2 separate regions of the Larimichthys crocea genome follow, and region 2 is linked to region 1. Evidence: chromatin contacts called from public Hi-C data. All regions are on one chromosome and are shown on one strand. The core of a region is the stretch at or near the end of the contact, and the rest is flanking DNA. Distances in the headings are between cores, read along the strand shown. Region 1 holds the start of adgrl2b.1 (adhesion G protein-coupled receptor L2b, tandem duplicate 1). Region 2 holds the start of prkacbb (protein kinase, cAMP-dependent, catalytic, beta b).

The links. Hi-C and Micro-C count contacts between places; a contact is called where the count stands out from the background.
Region 2: a Hi-C map of muscle shows a contact between it and region 1, with 2.5 times the contacts expected there. The contact joins the promoter of prkacbb here to the promoter of adgrl2b.1 in region 1. A contact is called at or near these places in 2 of 7 Hi-C or Micro-C datasets (both in muscle).

What each region holds. Positions count from the first base shown.
Region 1 is chrII:11,923,058-11,927,927 of L_crocea_2.0, reverse strand. It overlaps adgrl2b.1 (adhesion G protein-coupled receptor L2b, tandem duplicate 1), which reads right to left and starts at 2,883. Exons shown (of 24, transcript XM_019262211.2): 1 at 2,861-2,883; 2 at 1,368-2,128. efcab14 (EF-hand calcium binding domain 14) reads left to right here and starts at 2,964. Exons shown (of 9, transcript XM_010751864.3): 1 at 2,964-3,755; 2 at 4,552-4,700. The coding sequence starts at 3,580.
Region 2 is chrII:12,079,023-12,084,536 of L_crocea_2.0, reverse strand. prkacbb (protein kinase, cAMP-dependent, catalytic, beta b) reads right to left here and starts at 1,302. Exons shown (of 10, transcript XM_010746557.3): 1 at 721-1,302. The coding sequence starts at 766.

The DNA.
Region 1 (4,870 bases), core at 1,634-4,133:
AAAATTTTATTAGCTGCTTTTAACAAACACCTGACATAAGCCCCGGAAGTTCACTAACTAAACATCATGGCTCGACAGAGGAGCTGAGTCCATGGGCGAGTTGAGGGGTTGCGGGTAGCTATCTCAGACAACAAGAGGATACAGGGGAGTTAATGTAGTACAAAATTTTTGGACAGCAGAAACTACAACTAAAAAGTTGTAAAATTGCTTTACTAGGAAATATGAGTTTAACTAAATGGACAGAATAGAGTATGATGACATAGGTACTGAAGCCTGAGCAATATACTGACTTTAGAGGGGAAAAATGCAGACATATATTTAAAAGGCTGCATAGTTGCTAGGCTAGATAAACTCTGCAGTGCATTACATTACCACAAGCATTTTTTCTGCATGATGTACCCAATATAGGCACAAATTGGATAACAATACCAATACTCATATCTGTCTATAAGACAGATATTCGGTCAGGCTGTCTACCCATGCCGCAGTAAATATTTCTGTGCACATACAGTACTTACCATTTAACTTGTTAAAATCAGAATGGTTTCAATTTCTTAAAGCAACTACTAAAGTAAACACCAGAAACACGCTTCAATTTTTTCCACAAAGACAGACGACATGCTAAATTGGAGACTGTATTGAGTTACAGAACAGAGGCTCACCCAGACATAACATCATGACTTCAGCTCTCTATGCAAAACAGGACAAACATAAACCTGTCATGAGAAATAAATAGTGGTTCTAAAATTCATTCATGTAGGTCCCAATTCTCATAGTTAGAAGTTGATTAATAAAATATGATTTGGGGGCCTTTAATAACACAAAAAATGGAACAATGAAACCCACACGAAGCTCATTCTTTAGTATGAATTATGTGTTCGGATCAGACGGCTGGTGTCAGAGAGAGAGAAGTTCATAGGTTCAAGCATGTGTCACAGTAATAAACACCATGTGGGTCTCATCTAATCTGTCAGCCAGCAGAATATATTTTATGATGAAATTTTCATGTCTACTAGTTGAGTCATCCGACATAATGGCTGAAAGATTCTAAATAAACAGACAAGAAACGCCTCTTGAGAGAAATTGGTATTCGTACAGCAGCCCAGGCTTCTAACTGATGATAATCTGTATTCACACAGTCTGCCATGTCAGATGAAAGCCTTCAATTAGCACTCAATTCTATTCAGTATTTCCTATCATGCCACCACTATTTACATTCACTGTCAGCACCCAAAGCAGCTCCCAGACCAACAGTTGCAGGAATCATTCCTGGTGAGAATATGAGAAAGCCTGCTGTGAACAAAGTGTGAAAACAAGTGTTGTGTAGTAATCAGAGTAATGGGCTTCTAATGTCTGATGCTCCCTACCTCGTAGCTATAGAAGCGAGGAGGCATAAGTTGAAGTGTCATCCTTTCAGTCTTAACCCCGGATGAAACACTGAGACGCCAGGGAAGAGATGAAACACCTCTGATGCTTTGATTTGCAGCCTCATGCCGGCGGGGCTCTGCACAGGCCCACAGCGTGATGCTTGCCCCCTCACCAGGTGTTCTTAGTGAAGACGAGCCACTGATTGAATTTTGCTTCACTACCTACATGACACTGCTGGATTCACAGCAAATGCATTCAAAACAATACAGCAGCTACCTCCCAGTATAATGCACTTAAATAACAGAGCAGGCACATCGCTAAGCTATAACAACATTAGCTTTGTATTTGTGTGGGTGGCATCGTGCTATTACTGTGAACTGACAAGCATTGCTTCGAGAAATCCTTTTCTGAGGATAATACAGCATCAGCAGTAGGCCTCATCTCTTGCAACTCAATAACAAAAGTCATACTGAGATGTTGAGGAGCATCTCAGTTCCTTTGTGTGTTTGTAAATTGGTCCAGTGTGGAGATGTTCATTCAGCGTCATTATTATTATTAGTATTGTGCGGTTGTAGTACGGGGGTCCCGGCACATAAAGGAGCATATTTTCAAAGCCAAAAGCAAACCAGTGGGAGTCTGTTTTCAATGAAAAAGAACTAAAGGCCAGTCTGCGGCAGCCCTGCTTCTACTCAGCCCATGTGTCTTGCTGGGTCAGCCCAATAGCGCTCCAGGTTAGCTGGATTTCTGGAGGGAACCCCTGCTGGAAGAAGCAAATTGAAACAAAAAATTAAATCCTGTTTCATAGAAGGTGGCACATTCTTGAAAATATTACGTAAACAGCAAAACACAGTGACAGAAAAAATAACAATAAAGACTTATAACCTGTAGATATGACAATATATGCACAGTAGAGCCACAACAAACAGTCAAATCACTGATTAATCAATGTGGGGGAAAATGTGAATAATTCATTCATGAACATGTTATAGGCAATATAAAGACATACGCCTCATAATTTGGCCCATTATAAGATCATGCCATCACAAAAATTGAACTATCAGTGTACACACAACGAAAAAACAAATACTGCAAATGGGACAAAAGGGTGAAAATATATTATAAGAAAGAAAGAAAAAGCTTTTCATTTGGATTATTTCACTGGACCTTGAAATTAGCCTTATGATTAAAACCGAGAGAGAGGACAAAAAACTTCCCCTGAACATTCTAATGAGCAGAATAAAAGCTTAGTGCTAAATATTTAACACACTCCGATGAGCTGGCTAAGAAGAGGAAGAATGATGGAGGTCACATTTGAATTTATTTTGAAAGGGTGGAAGGATAAAATAAATTTGACACAGAGGCATGCACGGACAAGTTTAGCTTGGTTTCCATCATTCATCGCAGTTTTTTTTATAATAATAATTATTTTTCTAACATAGTTTCATTCATACCATCATCTTATTTCACTGTGGTTTTCATAAGTCGTACTTACTTGCCGGTTCATATTGGGAAAAAGTGCGTGTTTGTGATGTCGGTGCCGGTGTCGCTGCTGCGGCTGCTGCTGCTGCTGCTGCTGGTGGTGGTGGTGGTGGTGTTATGGTCTGTTTCGCTCCCAGACAGAACAGAGCACCGGAAGTCGTCGCTGCTCTTTGCACCAATCAGCTGCCCTACCCGAACAATATATACAGCAGGATAGCTCGCTGGAAAATACAGTACCGCACATTTGGATTTTATGATAGATGCGGCTTTGTTCTGTTTATCCGTTTAAAGACGTGTTTGTAAAATTAACGACGTCGTGTTAGCCGAGACGATGTGACAGCTCGGTAACGACAGAAAGCCGTTTGTTAGCCACCGTTAGCAAAGGTGTTTTTGATAGCTAGCCGAATTAGCCGACGTTTTGTATGTGATGACCCGGCGGCTAGTGGACAAAAAGTTGTTTTATAAAAGCTTTTCAGGGGAGAGTGGTGTGATGTTGATGAGCCAGTTGAATATTCCGTGTGTCAGCTGTAAGTAAAACAAGACAGCGGACCGGCAGAGTCCGATGTGTTTCTGTGCGTTAGCAACCTTGCGTGGTTGAACTCGAAGCTAGCGAGAGGACGTTAGCTTAGCTTAGCCGCTACACAAACGACAACATCCACCAAACTGGACAAAACTTTGGATCTAGTCGGGTTTAAATCGGGCTCGGCGGGTTCGCTGACCCCCCAGAAGAAGATGAAGAAGAGGAAGGAGTTAAATGCCCTGATCGGACTCGGGGATAGTAAGAGGAAGAAGACCAAAAAGGGGTCCGGTCACCGACTCCTCCGAACCGAGCCGCCGGACTCGGAGTCCGACTCGAGCTCGGACGACGACGAGTTCAACAGCCTGAGCAGCGGAGCCAACTTTGGGAAGTGAGTGAGCAGATATCAAAGCGTTTGTTTTTGGTGTATGATGCAGGATTAGTGGTGTACATTTCAGATATCAGCAACTATTTTGTTTTAATATGTGTTTTAAAATCAAGTTTGATTGTTTTTGAAGTTAGTTTTCTATTTTATTTTTATTTTATTGCTTGTTTTATATGAGCAGAACCTTGGAAACAGATTGTAGTTATTATGCAGAGGTTAAAATAAAATAAAAATAGAAATCTTGTCAGATTAGTTATACTTTATTCATCCAACCACTTGGAAATTTACTTGTTACAGCAGCAGAGGAAAGTAAAGCATGCACTACAGAATTAGAAAAAAAGTAGAAAAGGCAAAAAAACACAATAAACTATCTATAACCTACACGATAAACACAATAAACATGAAGAACAATCAACCTCCAAAACAGACAAATACTGAGGATAAAAGTGGCATCATATATAAAAAGAGTATTGTAATGTAAAGTGACCACAGTGTAAGAAATATCGCAAAGAAAGTGACCATGATAAATCAATCCATTTTCTCTTCATCTGCGTTCAGAGTAAATGCAAGAAGATGCCCTTTTTCCTGAAGCCTGATACCTTCCAAAATTAGAAATCAATACTACATGCAGCATCATAATGATATGTTATGTATCAGCCCTTATTTTGAAGCGCCAGTCTTTATCAGTAATCCTCATAATTCCCATGACAGTGTATGCAGCCTTCTGAAAATATCTCCTTCATTAATAATGAATGAGGCCGTGCGTTTCAACATTATCGTGTGTCTTCTGTCTCTCTTACAGAAGGAGCTACACGCAGTGCTGCAATGTGTGCTACCCCTTGTTTCTGTTTATCATACTGGCTGCCTGTGTCATGGCCTGTGCCGGACTCATATGGATGCAGATTGCTCTGAAAGAAGATCTAGATGCACTGAAAGAAAAGCTGCACAGCAGTAAGACTTCCTGTCACACACACACACACACACACACACACACACACACACACACACACATGATGATCATAAAAAGCTTGATTGCCCTTTGGAAACTTGAACTCTCTCCAAGTTACACAGCCATACATTCCTTTATCTTTAATTGTGCTAACATGCTGTAATGCGTTTTA
Region 2 (5,514 bases), core at 53-2,552, 160 kb before region 1:
TTTACTTAAACAAGAAAAGGAGCTCGGGAGTATCAGCTTAGCCAACCGCCATCTCTTCTCAGTCGAGGGCGGCCGCCGTGTCTTCCTCACCCATGGGGAACGCTGCCACCGCCAGAAGGGCAACGAGCTAGAGAGCGGTGAGTCCCGGCTCTTATTTTATTATTATTTATTTATTTATCTTTTAGGCTTTATGCTGTGTTATTTAAAAATAAACACCTCAATGTGACAGCTAAAGCCTGTTTGTAACACTTAAAACTGTCCTAACTGGCAACAAAAAAAAAAGGGGAAGGGCCGGTCCGTCATCCCCCTGCACTGTTATCCCACCGGGGGCTGCAAAAAAAAAAACACTCGCCCCCTTTTTTTTTTTTTTTTTTTTTTTTAAAAAGAGAGGTGTATGGGGCCACAAAACTTAAAAATAAAAAAAAGATAGGAAAAAAAAATTCTTCCTGTGTTAGGTATTATCTGATTAATAAAAATTAACTATTGCTATATCATTAGGATTTAGCTTATGAAATATATATTGTCGGAAGACATCTATTTTTATGAATGAAACTATGAGCCTTTAAAGACATTTGTATAAATCTATGAGCCTTTTTTAAGGACGTTTGTAAACTATATGAGCTTTATTAAGGATGGTTTCTATAAGATTTGAATGACTTGCCATGAGAAATAAATAAATAAATAAATAAATAAATAAATAAATAAAGAGCCGGGACTCACCGCTCTCTAGCTCGTTGCCCTTCTTGGCGGTGGCAGCGTTCCCCATGGTGAGGAAGACACGGCGGCCGCTCCGACTGAGAAGAGATGGCGGTTGGCTAAGCTGATACTCCCGAGCTCCTTTTCTTGTTTAAGTAAAAAATAAACCCTTAAATCGATGTGAAATATCTGTCGGGTTCAAACGGCGCAGAAATATCCCTTTCCGAGCAGGGTCCCCCCCCCTGTCTCTCTCGCTCTCTCTCGTGTCTCTCCCTCTTCCGCTTCTCGCTGGTTGAGTAACGTCTGCGCGGTTGACATGAAGCTAGCGGTCACTCGGTGTCTCGGTCTCGGCTGCTCCCCCTCCACAACAACCCTCAGCACCCAGCTGCATTCACCGCATGGTTAGCGCTGGGATTGGCCAGAGATGTCCGTGTGGAGATAAACAACAGAAAAACTTGACTCGGCTTCCGCGTTTTCTTTTTTTGTTTTTTTTTTAGGCATTCACAGATATGGGATGGCATTTAAAACACCCGTGTGTTGACTTTACCAGAGGGCTAAATATAACTAAAGCAAAGGCGTCTTTGTTTGATTTGTGTATTATGTGGTTGATCCAGCTGTTAATTGATTACAGCTGCGCCTTCAAGGTGTGTTTTATGGCCATAACACTGACAGACTGATGCCATTAGGATCTAATATTTTAGTGGTTTAGTTTTTTTAAGTGTTCCTATAAACTTTTATCCCATGACAATAACACTTTCTATCAGCTACAGTTGGGCCATAAGTTTGATTTAGTCGTCAAAGTTAAAGAACAATGTAAAATACTACATTCAAATAAAGACATAAAGTAAGATAAAATGAAAATACTCACATGACAATAACACTTTATATCAGCTACAGTTGCAAATTTATGTGTTTATATGTGACAAACAGGAAGGATCTGACAGATAAACCGATAATATTTCAATAAGGTAAATTAAAAAAAGTAGCAAAATCAGACATAGGGCCAGAAAATAAGTTAAATAAGTTTGATTTAGTCGTCAAAGTTAAGTAAGTACTAAAAGAACAATGTAAAATACTACATTCAAATAAAGACATAAAGTAAGACAAAATGAAAATACTCACATGACAATAACACTTTCTATCAGCTACAGTTGCAAATTTATGTGTTTATATGTGACAAACAGGAAGGATTTGACAGAGAAACCGATAATATTTTAATAAGGTAAATAAAAAATAGCAAAATCAGACATAGGGCCAGAAAATAAGTTAAATAAGTTTGATTTAGTCGTCAAAGTTAAGTAAGTACTAAAAGAACAATGTAAAATACTACGTTCAAATAAAGACATAAAGTAAGATAAAATGAAAATACTCACATGACAATAACACTTTTTATTAGCCAGAGTTGCAGTTGTATGTGTTTATATGTGACAAACAGGAAGGATTTGGCAGATAAACCGATAATATTTTAATAAGACTTAATAAAGGTAAATAAAAAAAGTAGCAAAATGAGACATAAAATAAGTTAAATAAACTTACAAGTCATCAAATTATTTAAGTTAAGTAAGTACTAAAAGAACAATGTAAAAATACTACATTCAAATAAAGACATAAAGTAAGGTAAAATGAAAATACTCACATACATAAAGCTCAAAATTGCACTTGAGTGAACATAATGAGTTTCTTTCCACCACTGCTAATCCAGCTGTTAATGGCTACAACTGCAATTTTACCAGTGTTAATGGCTTAAAGCCTAAAAGCCATCATGACCTAGTATTTAAAGTCACCTTTCATTACCTGCATATATTACTTTGACTTATTGTGTTTCACATCATTTCAAGTTTATGTATTAATGTATGACAAGCATAAAGGACTTGACAGAGAAACAGACACAATTTTGACATTACGTCATAAAAGTGCATTTTTTAAACTATAACCTAAAATCACAAATTTTACTTAAAGTATCAAATGTAAAATTATGCAGCCGTATTAATGTGTAAGCAGCATTTTAATGAAAAAATCTTCACATTTGGGACAAGCCAATATGTGAAGTACCTTTTAAAATATAAAATAATCTATGACATTTGTTTAAATATGTTACAAATTCTAGCACACTTGACCAAACTGTATCCAGTTGAGGGAATTATGAATCGTGCCAAAATGTTTGCCTATCAGTCTTAACTTCCTCCTCTAGTTGCCATTCACTTTCTCACAATGTGACCACATTTAACATCATGCGGTTAAAATTACATAATTGCATTTTACAACCTGAAGTAATAATAGGAGCATTCAACATTACTGCAGCAACCATAATGAGCCCTGCAGGTACAGCTGTACAACTTTTAGGGTTTTATTTAACCTTGATGTCAAGTTACAGCTTCGTAATTAAGTGCAGCCATGAATTGCTGCTACTTAGATATTTCCATTTTATGCTACACCTTTTGCCCTTAATATGCACATGGCATCACGGCTATGCTGCGTGCTGCACACACTTCCAATTAAGATGAGAGAGAGAGAGAGGAGATACCAAGAGTTAGACCAAGTTACTGTCAAGATGAATAAACGCTAGTTTTACAGTAACAAGAAACTGGATTTACAAAAGTATAGCATAGCTGTTAATTAATAAGACATTAACATCCCATTCTCCCTCATACCAAGAAGAAACCAAGTACATATCAAGTAAGTCCTCATTGGAAAGGTATCACATTAATTAATCTTAATTAATGTACTGTGTTTTCACTGTGGAAGAAGTAATCTAAGTAACTAATTACTTTAATTAAAGTAACTAAAAGCCCTGCATTCACAGTCAATAACTGAACGTACAAAAATATTAACAGCAAAATGTGCTTGAAGTATTAATGTAACAGTAGTTGTTGAGCAGAATTAGAGCGATATTCAACACATAAGAAGCATTTCGATGTTGTTGGTGGAAGTGGAGCACATTTTACTACTTTATTCATATACTGTTGGGTGGTCTAATCTATAGCACAGTATCATAGTTTATAAATTGGTCAGATAAATGTAGTGGAGTAAAGAGTAGGCTAGAAGATTTCCCCCTGAAATGTAATGGAGTAAATATAACAAATACTCCAAATATGGTTACAACACTTAAGTTACAACTGAGCAAAATTAGACTCACAAAGCTAGTGGCTTCAGTGTGTTGTCATCTGATCACAAAAATAACAGATTCACATTTCAAACTATGAACAACAGTCCCAAACATCTGTACCTTTACGTTTATGCTCCAGCGAGGGCATCTTTCGAGTAGACGCCTGACAATATTTGCTTGATAGCAGATCTGAAAGGCTGAATACAGTTAAACTGCCAGGGAGCTGTGCCAGTATGCGTTGCTACTAGCAACAAAGTCTTCAATTGTAACTGACAGCTGATGGAAAAAGTGTACGTTTATTTAAAGGTTTGAGTCTCTTATTTTCCCCCTTTTGTCCAGCTGTTAATGGCTACAACTGCAATTTTACCATTTTTTTAATGGCTTAAAGCCTAAAAGCCATCATGACCTAGTATTTAAAGTCACCTTTCATTACCTGCATATATTACTTTGACTTATTGTGTGTCACATCATTTCAAGTTTATGTATTAATGTATGACAAGCATGAAGGACTTGACAGAGAAACAGACACAATTCTGACATTACGTCATAAAAAGTGCATTTTTTAAACTATAACCTAAAATCACAAATTTTACTTAAAGTATTGTCTGTTTAGAAAGCTTTCAAACTTTAGTTACACGTTTCCACATCAGCTTGTGAAGTAAGAATCATAAAATTAATTGATCAAACTCTCGTGTTTATGACCTTTTATTGTTTTCCTTGTAAACCACTTTGTAATCTCACACACACACACACACACACACACACATATATATGTATCAGAATAGATCAGCCAGCAGTTACAAAATAAAAAAAATACTATTATATTGCTTTGATGTGTTTAATCAGACTGATTACTGATGAGTTTCAGGTTCATTCGAAGGTTCCTGAATTAAAATGAATGCACCTTATGTAGAAATCATTTGTATATCTATTGTCCCCAGGAGTCTGGCCTTTTTAAGTTTCTTTATTTGTCTAGATATTTCATCTGTTGACATTGCTTTTATAAAGGATTTTATGCATTGATGTGATGTTTTAGTTTAATGCTCACATACATACTGTGCATATACAGTATATAGATGAATTGGATCAATTTGTAGTTATAGCTTCTTTTTGTTTGTATCACTGGGTGCACAGAATACAAAATAATAATATTGAACTCAAAATATTTAAATATATTGAACATTTTGTGGCTGAATTTCTTATATATATATCAATTTCAACACTACTTCTATGTTATCAGTAATAATAAATATATAATACATACAATATATACTAACTGTACAGTCTGATGATAATATTATGTACAGTTTCTTAAGATCTTAACATTTGTGAATGCATGACTTTTATTAGAGGTATTGTATTTTTATGTTTTTACCAAGTAATGAATCTGAATACTTCTATTGACATTAACTATTTGATGGCTGGAAGGTCAAATCTGCCCAGTGCCATGAAGACCAACAGCAAGTTTAGAAATGTCTGGTTAACTGGTGATAAGTCTAAGAATTCAGAGCAATGTGCAGGGTAATGTAGATTGTAGGTTACTATAATAATTTGCGGTTCGGATGGATGAACTGCTCATCTCTATGCAGATACCATGGGTCTAATTATCATCAACATGTGGCATGGGAGGTTCCCTCCGTCACAGACACACTCAGCCAGCTGTCATATTTTGATAAGGTGTCTGATGATTGCTGTTTCCTGTTTGAATGCAG